Regions from separate parts of the Drosophila melanogaster genome. Here region 2 is linked to region 1. A link is a contact called in public Hi-C data. All regions are on one chromosome and are shown on one strand. The core of a region is the stretch at or near the end of the contact, and the rest is flanking DNA. Distances in the headings are between cores, read along the strand shown.

Region 1 (6,907 bases), core at 184-2,683:
CCGTTTTCCCCGCGCTTGACAAGCTGACAACATTCATTGAATTTATGAATATGAAATCAATTGTGTTATCCCCTTCTGACCTGACATCCTTCCGGTCAAAGTGATTTAATTTCCTGGCTCATTATCACGAGTCTCTGACCTCATAAATCACAAAATTGCCCGCTCCAGCTTCAGTTGGACGATAATCCAGACAGAAAGAGGGAGACAGAGACACACGTTCCCTGCCAAGCCATGCATATTCACATGTTTATCCCGCTCGCTCCGAGTTGAGTCTGTGGTGATGGTGACAACCCTGCCGAAAATCCACAGCTAACTAACGGTAACTTGCTGTCGGAAATGAAACTTCCCCGACTTGTACAAAGCACGAAGGGCCAAACAATAAAAAAGGGCATAATAAAATAAGCGGAATGGTAAACTTTAAAGTATTTCAACCGTGTACCACCCCCACCCCTCTCGCTTACTCTCTTTGCATTGTGTTCGTCCTGCATTCTCTGCGCTTCCTGGCTCTCCCCTACCCGCCACTTTCCTGGCATTTCCCTTTTGTTAACGAAATAATTTTCTTGCCTCCGTCGCTGCCAAAGCCAAAAGCTTCCCTTTCAATTACACATTTCCCAATGATGGCGATTGAGCGGGAGTCGGAGTCTCGGGATGGGCAAAATGGCGCGAAAGGACAATGGCAGCGGCGGAAGGAAGCGTGCGTTCGTGGTTGTGTGTTGAGTGCTCTCATTGTGAACGTGTGTTTGCTTGTGTGTATGTTCGTCGAGGGCCAAACGGATGCTGGCAAATCGCTGGACTCTGCCCCGATCTCTGCCTATATCAGACATGTGGGTGGATAAGCGGTGGGGCGAGGGGCAGAAACAGTGGCCAGAGCCTTGTGGTAGGCAAAGAAACCCACTCAAGCACAAGCGAGATGATAATAATGTCTGATGTGTGTTTTGTCTGTTCTTCCTGTTTTTGCCGCTGCTGCAGCTGCGGGGGAGTGGGCAGGAGTCACATGCCTGCTCGGTGTATGATTTATGTTCGTCTGATGTGATTTATTCAAGCGAAGAAATTGCTCAAATTTGATTTGGCGTAACTGATTTTGCTACACTTTAATTGAAAGCGTAAAGCTTAAGTTGAAGTTTCCCACAAAGTTCCTATCTTCGAAATTAAACATTTATGAAATGCTCCCCGAAATTGTAACCAGTTTTTCCTAGGTGCAGCAAGATTAACAATGAATAGTGGGAAAAATGTGAATCAAAAAAAGGATCACCTATTTAACTGGACATTTTATGGAATAATTAAAGTCAGCTCCAGCGCCACCTAACGTTAATTCCAAAAACTAACGTTTTTACATGCCAATTGTCAAAGCTTCGTCAGATTTGACAGCCTGAAAGTATGCCACGTACATTATAGGTCTGGCAGCGCCATCTAGCAGAATGTCAGCGAACTGTCAGTACTCAAATAATTTAAGCTGACAGCTGGTACAGTGGATCCCAAGGATAAAACTACATATATGTACATTAAGGTAAGCTAATTGGAATTATTTAGTGATATTACAGGAGTGCACACCGAAAACGTAAGGTACTTGTTTTATACTTATGTAATTTTAAAATAAAAATATGATCGACCACAAATTATTTGTACGTATGTACAAATATTTTCACTATGCTCAAAATTTAACAACAATTTCTTAACAATCAAATAAAAACTTTCCTATTTTGTTGATATATTAAAAAAACACACAATGTTATATTAATATTAATTAATTTATATTAATTAATATATTAATTCATTCAATTTAGTATTAAATCATTGAGTCACTACAAGGTATTTTCAAATGCATTCGTCCCACAGTGCAATGCCATTGCTTGTGCACTCAGGTTGAGCCGAGACAGGAACCATAGTTTTAAGCCCAGCCCACTTAGCCTCGCACACACTCGCAGTGGACAAAACACACACACATGCACAAAGTGCGCATGCCATATGGGCAGTCCCGTTACCAGTTTTAAGCCACACACCTCGACAGCTGATTGCTCAACCGAAATCGGGTCAAAAGTAGATCCGTCGGCAAAACAGAGGACCAGTGGACGGGTTATCCATCACTCACTGTGGAGATTTTACCCAGAATTTGGTTAATGAGCACATCAACACTTTCCCATCCCGCTCATCCACTCCCACGCATGCGCCGTCCCTGTCTAACCAATGTGTCCGGATCCGAGGAAAACACAAATGAAATGAACGAAATGAATGACTTCTTTCTTCGGCCATCAACTTCAGCCTCAGCCATTTTGATTTGCGACTGCCATCGAAATTGAGACAGTTTTGCCGTCGCACAGTTCTATTTAAGGGGATGAATACTCGAAATATTTTCAATGAATGCTTTTATAATAACTCTATGGTAATTAGACAACATTAAAAAAATGCGATCAAAACCTATTGGATTTTTGGTGAAAACACTTTGAAAGATTCGAAAAATATTAAATAAGGATTGAAACGTAAAGTTTTTGCTTTATAATATGCTCTACACTAAACTACAATTTTTAGGTCGTACTAAGCAAAGGACTTTAAATTCAACCCGCCTGGAGCTAAAATCGGCTTCTTTCCATACTTTTTCTGCCATTATTTTTTGTGCATTTCCAGCCGTTAGACGAAGGCGTCGCCCGTCAACTGTCATGTCATGTTCTCGTTCTGGTTGTTCCTGTTGCCACCGCTGCTTGGGTTGCCATTGTTGTCGGCATCATTTGAAGAAGGGCGTCCAAGAGGAAGCGGCAACGGTAAACCTATAGCAGTTAGTGCGTCTCATCTTCAGGTGGCAAAGGGGGAGGTGTTGTGTGCCGGGTGGATGTCTCTCAATTAAGCCAAGTGGAGAGAAGCGTTCTGCTCGGCTGCACCGACCTCTGCCGGCGGCTTGAGTTGCTGTTTTGCATTTTATTTAAATAATAATTGGCTTGACTAAGTTTTCGCAGCGGCAGGAATGTGGAGAGAGGGAAGTTGTTGAGACCTGGAAACTTGGGAGGTGGAACGCATAGCAGTGGCCTTAAGAAGAATACTCGCTCCACTAGGGAGAATCACACAAGAAACACTTTGAGATGAGGAAAATTAATTAGAAGCGCTCTTACAAAAATTACTTTTGAATATATCAAAGACACTATCAAATTTATTAATGGAATTTATTTCATATAGAAACATTTCTTTTTTTTACAAATGACCTTGAAACCAAGCGTACTCAATCCGTGTCTCGCATAGAATATATTTCAATGTAATCACCTGTAGAAGAAGACCGCAAAGCACGTGCTCTTCTTTAAGGGGCCGAAAAATGCCAGAAGAGTTTATTGTCCCATCAACTAAAAGAGCAAATAAAATTTTATTACCACTATAAATTTCAGGCACTTGAAGCAGCGCACCAAAAACAGAGGCAAACGCAAGCCAACAACAACAGAGAAAAAAGCATGAAAAACCCTACAAAAATTTTTCAGAGGCGTATGCCCAAAATTGTTAAGGGGCGTAATTAACAAAAGTGTTGACCATAAATTTTAGTATTCGAGCTACACTTTAAAGTGCTGTAAACCATTGCCTTTTTTGTTTACCTTAAATCTAAAGCTAGAGAGGTAACTTTAGAAGTATTTCAACCCCTCCAATGCGACGCCTCTGTGCTGCAGGCTATGGTCAGGTTCTGGCTCAGCCTGCAGGAGGATAAACCCACGCGATTTGGCGGCGTCGGCCAGACAGAGACGCCAAGACCAAGAAGTCGAGGAAGGAAAGGAAACCGGCGATACGGAAAAAGGAGATTTGGAAAGGGGCACACAGAGCAGGGGCCATCGATGAGGGGGATCCGAGGACGGAGGCCTGCATTTTTCTCACATTTATCTTACTGCGAGTGCTGCGTTTTATTGCGATTGGAAATTGAGCTTGTCAACGCGGCAGCGGGCAACGCTTGGCTAGTCATCGAAACCTGTGGCGGGAGGGGCAGGAGCCCCGGAAGAGCATGCTGGGGTTCTGCGAGAGGGGTACGAACTGAAGGGACAGGTGGTCGAGTTTTTGGGTTCCTGGTTCCCTGAGATAATAATAAAAATGTCAGGCTTTGACGATTCTCCTCGTCTTCGCCATCGGTTCATAAATAATGTGCTGCACTAGAAAAAGTATAATGGAATTAGTTAGCGCTCCATTAGATTAAATACTACATTTTTTAAATAAACTTAAAAATAGGCCAACCATTGAAAATCAAAAAATGTTTTTATATTTCTAATAAGTTCGGAATGAGCTTCAAAATATGTACACATTTAATGTGCGGCATTTGTTACAGTGCCGTGTCAACTCCTTTTCCTGTCAGCATTCGTTTTCCTTTTTTGTTGCATTTAAATTTTGGCCATGATCATGGCCAAGTGGCAGAATAAGGCATTTTCCTGGATATTTAATTGGCGCATATTTAGCATTTACTAATGGACATGAGGCACAGTGTGAAGGCACCTGCCCCAAGTCAGCGGCTCCCGGGGGAAAAAGAAGCGGGAGTGGGTCCAGACAGTAAACACACACAGAAATGGACAATGACAAGAGCTGATAATAAATCTAATTGACACATTTGCAATGGTTGACTCCCCGTCTGCAATACCGCCGAGAGATCGGGCGAGGATCTGGATCCCAGATCCGAGATGCGAGATGCAATTAAAACCGCAACTGCATTGCTAATGATCGTGGCAACTCTCTCTCTCTCTCTCTCTCTCTGTCTCTCTTTCTCTATCCGTCACATTTGCGAATTGTGTAAGAAAAAGCTGAAACAACTTGACAATCTACACGCACACACGAAATACATAAATTGCTGCGATCATATCGAATCATCGATCAATCGGGCGCTGCGGACGACCATCGATGGGCCGTTCCTGCCGTGATAACGCCGCAGGACCTCAACCGCCGCTGTCTGCTGCTGTCCACACTCGGCGCACTGGAGGCACTCGGACCACTTGGCCACTCGAAGCTCGCGGAGATCCGATGCCATTGACATCCATCCATGTTGGACTTCATCTGTTGCCGTTGATTGGCAGGCAAACGGCGGAGAAAAAAGCTAGTGGAAATTGATTGGCAAAATGAAACATGGCCAACACATTGGGCTCATGTTTGCGATGGCAAAAATGCCTTCATTACAACGCGCAATGCGTAAAACGCAGGCCACGCATGCGCATTGCTTTCGGATGCTGGGATCTTCAGATGTTTGGATGCTTGGATGCTCGGATGCTCGGATGCTTGGATGCTTGGATGCTCAGATGTTGACTCCTCACGCAGATCCCGAAGCACGCGATCCTTGGGATCCAATCCACTATCTCCGTTTGTCACCGCAAAGCCCCTCGTTAAGTGCAGTTGTTGGCTTTGAAATATATTGTGCTACAATTGAATTGTTAAGTGCCTGGCCTTCGGACCGGGTTGCGTGTGAAAATTATAATTTCATGACCAGTTTCGGTTCCAGAGCTGCCGTTGCTGACCCCAGCAAACAAGAAATAAATAAATAAATAAATACATTGTATGTAAGGAAAAACACAGAAAAACAGCACAGCAATGTTGTCAACAATTTGCAAAGGTTTTTATGTTGCTGCGGTATCGCAATCAACCACGCGTAGAAACATTTAAGTGGAAGGTAATTAAATTTCGTTTTATGACCACTAGCAGTACAAAAAAAGAAGGGAAATTGGTTGCGCCACGAAAATAAATAATGTTTCAGCGCGGAAAGTGAAATTAGTTGGACCACAGCCAAGGGAAAAAGAGTTGAAAAGGTTACCAAAATTGGTTGTTAGCAAGTCGCAAAATACCGATTTCACTCTCTGATTTCACCTCGATTACTATCAGGGAAAACCCTCAGCAAGAACCTGTCCTGGGATACCCCGCTGGTTTGGGTTCACGAAAGTCAGCGGGTGTCAAAGGTGAAAGTTGCAATGGTTGCATAAGGATTGGCGCATATGATGCAACACACGAAAAGGACCTGGTCAGGTAACCGCCATAAAACGCACAGAATATCCAAACTCCCTACCTTGCGCACAACAAAGAAAATAGAGCAATTAACGTGGCCTACGTGCTCCGCGCTTGGACCAGTCCAAGTCGCAGGCAACTCTGTAATTTGCTTAATTGCCTGTTAGTGTCCAAGATTATCTGGACTTGGTTTTCCGGAGCGAAAATGGGAGCGCGTCGCTCCGAGGGACTTCCCTTCGATCAATTGCGTGGAAATGTCACAAAGTCAACACTTAATTGCACCGCCCTAATTGAGGCCAAAAAGCTTTAAGTAATCAATTACGCAGCAATCTATTAAACGTAGAGTTTATTTGATCAGAGTCATCGACAATCTATTAAAGCAATCTTTTTCTAGACTCTATTACTCCCTAGAACTACTTACTTTGCCGCCTTCAATACATTTAAGCCAACTTTAAAAAAAAGGAGGCTTGTGATATCGCTGTGTTGCGGTCTTAACCTCCTTCGATTATCTGCCGTCGCATTAGCAGTGTCATCTTCATCTGCCGCCATGTGCTCCCGTTTCGTACTTTATTTACTTATTCAAATCGTTGAGATTCCCTCCCTCTGACCCACTACCCACCCCCCAGCAGCACTTTTCCCGCTCTCCTTGGGACAGCATTCAACTTTGCCGCCTGACACTTTTGTGACAGCGACAAAAACTTTTGTTCTATTTTCCGCAGAACAGAAGCCGGCGACGAGAAAACCCTCGACAGCCAGGCAAGGCAGGCAACATTGCAAAAATGCTAAAACAAAAGGCTGGAAAAAGTCTATATGTATAAGACGTATCACCCCCCAACTCGTGGCGAATGTCATGACAGGCTCAGTGACTTCGGGACCCGGGAACCAACTGAATTGCTGACTAACAGCCTGTCGCGAAATATGAGTCCATTTCAGCAAAAGAGATACCGCAACGGAGCGTACTGTGATTCTG
Region 2 (6,610 bases), core at 651-3,150, 150 kb after region 1:
GCCATTGACTGGGCCAACACTTAAGTTGGCTATGATCACCTTGGACTCGCGCTTCTCGCTCCGTGGCTGGTTTGTGTGGAAGGTGACCAGCTTACGCAGTTCAAACTTCACTGCCGTAAGATTTACGTTGCTGGTGTTGTCCACCTCGCAGGTGATGGGCAGCACCTGCCCCGAAACGAATCCTGTTTGCGGGATGTTCGTGATGACAGCCAGCGGTCCTGAGCGACAGCAAAAACAGCAGAATGACTTTTCTAGCTCGAGCTTGAATGGCTCCTTGACTCGAGGATTGAGATTTAGATCAACGGGCGCTATTACTGTGAACGCCATCTTCATGTCCTGATCGAATTTCCACGGACGATCAAGCGTCACCTTGATGGTATAGCGCACATGGCCAAATTCGCCCTCAAAGGATGAGGGTAGATTAGGCGGCAGAGCACAGGTGAATGGATAAGTGTGAGTGCCAGGCGGTAGTTCCGTCTCAGAGCCTGCAAAATCATACATTTAACTTTTAGCATTTTAAAAAGGTCACTTATAGCTTATTATGTTTTCAATTCTTACGCGCAGAGGAAGGGTCTGTCAAGGTATATTATTTAATAAAGCTAAATAAAAACATTAAATTATTGTAGTTTCAAAAGGAGAAGTTATTAATGCTATAAGGTGTATAGTAATTACAAGATTTAGTTATTATTTTATATAGAGCGAGGAAGTGCAATCCCATTTATTCGATTCATATAAGGACAAATTTAATTTTAAACAAAAATCTTCTTGGCCAATTCTTACACCATAGAATACAAAAATTTATGCTTAATAATAGACACTTTCAATAATTAAATCCTCCAATTCTTTTCAGATAAACTAAGGTCTGGCAACCGGGGAGTGAATTCCCGGTCTGTTTTTTGTACTTACTGTTTTTGCCGCCCAGCAGATAGTACTGGATCTTAAAGTACTCCTCATGCCCCTTCAGTTGGGTGACCTCGTTCTCGGTCTTGCCCTCGCTGGTGGTTACGCTCTTCTCCTCTGACCACTCGGTGTTGGCTTCTCCCAGGAACCGAATGATAATACCTACGAGAAACAAGTGGCTGTATTTACGGAATGACAATCGACGACGTCACTGTGGCGCTTTAATTTTAGCTATAAATAATATGAAAAGCTTTCTAAGGCATACTCAACGGATGACATCATCGCTACCAGGCAGCATCTGTCTCCCGTGTTTGGTGACCTCAAAATTTGATTATGGTGGAATGTTTGCCACATAGGTTACATGCCCCCGTCAAATGTACTACATATTTATTTACTTTCTTTTGTATTCATTCACACTTGGAGCTATTTATAGTTGTTATCGCCCAACTGAAAAGAGGAGAAAGTGCATTTCTTTGGAGGGTTTAACAACCGCCAGCTTTCTGAAAACAAGGTCGTTTAGGCACCGAAAGAGCAACCGACATTTGTGGGTGGTGCGCCGGCTTTTTGCGTCAGGATTTTAAGAAGTTAGCAAGGAAACTACCAACGACAGCCAGTGAACATCCTGCACATTGAAGACGAAAGTGCTATGTATATTTATTTACTAAATTTCCAATTAATCATTGACTCTTACACAGGTGTCGTCACTCCTATGAGTAATAGTAAGCAGCTGGGGTTTTAATTAGCATTCTCCAGCGCTGCCCACAATTGGGACTTGGATTCGCACTTACCTCGGACTTTTTTGGGCGAGTCGAACGTAAACTTCACCTGGCCGTTGACCGTCTGACCGGCGTAGTAGGTGTTCCACGGGTTGTCCAATTGCAATTCACAACCTTTAAGGCCCATGTTAGAGATTCTGTGACTCAAGGCACCAATAAGTTAACGACTTTTCGGTCTGTTTTGAAACGCCCTGCGGTCGCCGAATTCAGAGATTAGAGATGGCCGTTGTCGGTATCTAGGGATGAAAAGTCATCTAAGCTCTTGCCGATATTTTAATAAGACCAGTTTTATGTGTAGCTGCCCTGGGTATACAAATTAATGTATTTATCACATTTTTATTTAATTGTTACAATAGTTTCAAAATTTGTAAAGCTATTCATATTTTCAATACAGAAAAGTTTTGTAAGTGCTAGACCGAGGACCGAGAATTAACGTTCCAGCCCTGCTCGTGACTCACGTGAGCACGAGAACGACATCGAAAGATTTTCATCTCTATTACAATACGACAGCAAGAAGAAGAGATCTTGCGAAAATTCGCTTTTCTTCCGATTTTTCATTGATTAAACAAATCGCAGAGTAACAACAACATCGTGGAAAATGTCGCTTTTTCGCAAACCGAAGAAAATTCAGCGACGCGTGTTCTCCAGCAACGCTGACGAAGAGGAGGACGGCGCATCCTTGGATCCGGACGCCGAAATGGAGGCGCCACCGCCTCCCATAATTTCGGGCAAGAGGGAGAAAGAGAAGAGCCGGAAGGCCATAAAGCCGCAGGAGGACAACAGCAAGCCAAAGGCGCTGCTCAGCTTCGCAGATGATGGTGAGTGATACCGGAATATAAAAAGAGTATGGAGCCAAAATCCCCAATTCTTTTGCAGAGGATGACGGCGAGGTGTTCCAGGTGCGAAAGTCGTCGCATAGCAAGAAAGTGATGCGCATGCTGGACAAGGAACGCCGCAAGAAGAAGCGCGAGGAACGGGCGGAAAACAGCGGACATCCCGGGGGCGAAAATGGTAGTACACAGCATTTAGAGTCGTCCGGTGGCCCATCATCGGGTCCCCCGAATTCCAACTCGAATCCTGCCAATGCTGGCAGATATAAAAGTGCCAGCGATCAGAGTAAAAGTAAAAAAAGTGATAATCATATGATCCAAACCGAAATACGCACAGACGACTTTGTGGTAAGGTTATTATTATTCAATTTCTTCTACAATAATACCGTTTAACGAAATTTCAACATCAGAAATTACATTGAATTATCGTAGAACAATTAGCAGCAAAGATTAGGCTGAATGAGTTTAAATGTGTTATTAAATTAGTTGGTTTTTCTGGTCTGAAGTGCCAATTTTAAAATATTAGTAGCTTAGACGTTGATTTGCTTGGCGTTTTAACTGGTCAGTGATGGGAAGTGTCTAGGATCTGCGATCCAACTATCACTCAACATAAAATTTCCAATTATAATGCGATCTTTAAGTACTACTACTGTAACTATGACCACGAATTAGAAAATTTATCACAGAACATTCTAACTCATTCTTTCTTTGATAATAAATTGACGCATACAACTTGACCTTACCAGAAGAAAACTATTTAAATATTATGTAACATTCAAAGATATATTTTTTGAATTACCAAAAATCAAAGCCATTGCTAACGTAGTCACATAAATAGTAATTTTCCCACCATTGATAGTCGCATGTCTTCCCTTCCACAAAAGCAGCATGAATACCAATGCTTCACCCTAATCGAAGTCCTTTAGGAATCCACAATAATATAAAACTTACTTATCTTGTCCCCAGCTAGTGGTAAAGAAATCTGAGACTCCCGAGGCAATTCTGAACGGTAGAGCTGCCCTTTGCGCTGGACGGGAGGATATGAGCGATGAAGAAGACCAGCAATCCGAGGATGGTGGCCATGACAAAACGCGTCACCGTTTCTCCAAGCCAGAACATTTGAAACAGATGCTCGAAAGTGGTTCCATTCCGGATGCAGCAATGATACACGCTGCCCGAAAACGTCGGCAAAGGGCTAGAGAACAGGGTAAGATTCGACACGTTGCCACACTAGCGATGGCTTACTCTTTGTGTTATATTCCAGGTGCAGGCGACTATATACCTATTGAGGAGCCCAAGGAGCCGGCCAAGCTAAGCAACCGTCTGCCCTGCGAAGATGTTGAGGGTGATCAGTCGGATGATGAAGAACGCATGGACATGAACGATATTACGGGACGCAAAGAGCGTGAAGAGCGGCGCGAGCAATTTTATGCTGTCGAAAATGATTGTATGTAGAGGGACCAAGTCCGATTTGTGACCAGAGCCAGGCTAATTACAGGTGAAGTTTTTAGACTATTGTTAACCTTTGCTCACTCCTCTGCAGCCACCGACGGAGATTCAGATCGCGAGATGAACGAGTGGGAAAACCAGCAGATCCGCAAGGGTGTTACGGCAGCCCAGTTGGTCCATTCTCAGCATGAAACAGTGCTCTCCCGTTTTATGATCAAGCCTGCCCCGTCGGGCATCGGAACCGGCATGGACGACGGAGATTCAACAGCGGCACAGTCCACGTCCACTCTGCTGGAGCAGGCCTATGCTAAAAATGCCCTTGAGCGCACCAACTTAGCCGCAGCAGTTCGATCATCCGTCAAAACCAAGAAGGAAAAGGCCAAGGCTACAGCATTGCGAACTCCTCAGGAAATCCTAGCTGCCATTCAATCGCGTCTTAGCGAGCTTAAAGAGCGGTCGGCTGATCACAGCGCTAGTATGGCCAGGATTAGTACAGAACTAAAGGCATTAAAGCTCCAGCAGTTAGAGTGCCAGCAGAATGCACCGACAGCGGCCGCAAAGTACAAGTTTTACCAAGAAATAAAGTGCTATGTGAATGACCTTGTCGATTGCCTCTCGGAAAAAGCGCCAGTAATATACGATCTTGAGAAGCGTGCACTGCAACAGTATGGCAAAAATCAACGTTATTTGGTAAACAGACGGAGGCAGGATGTACGTGATCAGGCCAAAGAAATCGCCGAATCAGCAAGTATGAGAATTTTGTTTTTAGTCTTGTCTTAGGGAAAATAATTCGATTATTAAACTATATTAATATGTTCAATCTTCTGCTTTTAGAACCTATAACAGCTGCCTCCCGCCGAACACCTGATTATGAAGAACAAGTTCGCCGCGCAGCGGAACGGGAGGGTCGGAGGACACGTCGCCGATGCGAGCGCGAGCGCAATGATCTGCTCTCGTCCCACCTGGATGGCATGTCAAGCGACGATGAAATTGCCGATCAACAGCAGGAACTGAGTGTGACTACGATGGCGCAGATAGAATCACAGTCGGTGGACGCCCTTGAAGACGTTACCGACGACTTTAGCAAGATCGAGCTAATACTAATGAAGTTTTTTGCCTGGCGTAAAACTGACATGTCGTCATACCAGGACGCATTTGTTAGCCTGTGCCTTCCAAAAGTCTTGGCTCCGCTGGTGCGACACGAACTTGTTCTTTGGTCGCCACTGCTGGACGTGTATGCGGATATAGAAAATATGCGTTGGTATCAGGCCTGCATGCTTTATGCCTCCCAGGCAGATGAAACCGTGGAGCAGCTGAAAATCGATCCGGATATCAATCTGGTGCCGGCGCTCATCGAAAAGATTGTGCTGCCCAAGGTGACTGGTGAGTTTTACACATTAAAAAAAAACGCGAAGCGGGGTAATAAATGAATGTTTTTTAGCTCTGGTCACAGAATGCTGGGATCCATTATCTACCACACAGACCCTGAGATTGGTTGGGTTCATCAATCGATTAGGTCGCGAGTTTCCCTTGAGCGGCACAAATAAGCAGCTTAACAAACTGTTTGAATCCATCATGGAACGCATGCGGTTAGCCCTAGAAAATGATGTATTTATACCCATTTTTCCAAAGCAGTAAGTATATTATTCTTGCAAAAGATTGGCCATCATGGTCTTAATTACCGCTTTTTGTTTGAACTTTAGAGTGCAAGAGGCGAAGACCTCATTCTTTCAGAGGCAGTTTTGCAGTGGTCTAAAGCTGTTTCGAAATTTCCTAAGCTGGCAGGGCATCCTGGCTGATAAGCTACTGCGTGAGCTGGCGATTGGAGCCCTTCTGAATCGTTACCTGTTATTAGCTATGCGAGTCTGCACGCCAAACGATGCCATAAACAAAGCTTACATCATTGTAAATACCCTGCCTACAGTCTGGTTGTTACCGAACAGCGAGACCCTCAAGAACATGGAACTTTTTATAGGATATATTAAACAAACATTAGAGAACTGTGATGCAAGCAATCCAATCTTTATGTAAGTAATGAAACTCACTTTTGAGAGTTAAAAGCAATCATTTCCCTTTTTGCAGGCAATCCAGCGATAAAGCCAAGCAAATACTTCAAAGACTACATAGTTTATAAAGTGTAGGGACAAACATCGCTCACATCAATCCTAACAATCAAATACTCGTTATAAAGAAATGCACAACTTATATCGGTCTGTTAGAAAATATTGTATATAAGTAGCTTCGTAAGAGATTTATTTAATTCAAGCTTGAGCTTAACAAACTAAATGGAGAACAGCCCTTCCAAACTAATCAATTTTAAATCGTTTTTCCAACAACCCAAACCTTCGAAAGTGATAAAGCTAGGAACTCTGTTTAAGGCTCATCGTTTTGTAACTTCATGCATAGCAGTAATAAAAACAATTTATAAACTATGAAAATTTAACAAATGCAAAATCTATTGCAGACCAGAACCAATTTACATAGACGCAATTTAATGACATGGGAAGAAAGATTGGAATATAGGAGCATCATCAATCAGCCTTAGAAATCGATGCACGTGAAAAGTTTTGAGCTAGCTCCACCACTTGATTCTGCATTGTCTGCAAATGTTCGTTGGCCAGTTTTGACTCATTGCTATCGGGAATGGCCTGCAGA

What was found. Hi-C and Micro-C count contacts between places; a contact is called where the count stands out from the background.
Region 2: a Hi-C map of the Kc167 cell line shows a contact between it and region 1, with 4 times the contacts expected there. The contact joins the promoter of CG1105 here to the enhancer-like site in region 1. A contact is called at or near these places in 9 of 107 Hi-C or Micro-C datasets (the Kc167 cell line, the S2 cell line, cellular blastoderm embryo and 1 more) and 1 of 6 datasets of contacts at active chromatin or transcription factors (the Kc167 cell line).

What each region holds. Positions count from the first base shown.
Region 1 is chr3R:6,910,993-6,917,899 of dm6, forward strand. The region is part of intron 2 of Antp (Antennapedia); the gene reads right to left. The region is part of intron 1 of CG46458; the gene reads right to left. Among named protein-coding and RNA genes, the nearest start is that of lncRNA:CR43252, 9.8 kb to the left of the region's middle. Within about 2 kb of position 1,434, at least 36 of the 39 cell types and tissues checked have an H3K27ac peak or open chromatin away from gene starts, as enhancers often do. A contact at or near this core is called in the Kc167 cell line, the S2 cell line, cellular blastoderm embryo and 1 more, where this site is marked.
Region 2 is chr3R:7,065,236-7,071,845 of dm6, forward strand. CG1105 reads right to left here and starts at 1,901. Exons shown (of 4, transcript NM_141431.2): 1 at 1,689-1,901; 2 at 907-1,062; 3 at 1-485. The coding sequence starts at 1,803. It overlaps CG1965, which reads left to right and starts at 2,166. Exons shown (of 9, transcript NM_141432.3): 1 at 2,166-2,494; 2 at 2,553-2,854; 3 at 3,473-3,713; 4 at 3,771-3,953; 5 at 4,050-4,703; 6 at 4,790-5,338; 7 at 5,397-5,589; 8 at 5,659-5,982; 9 at 6,038-6,389. The coding sequence starts at 2,275. The coding sequence ends at 6,089. Ufl1 (UFM1 specific ligase 1) reads right to left here. Exons shown (of 5, transcript NM_141433.3): 5 at 6,389-6,610. The coding sequence ends at 6,487.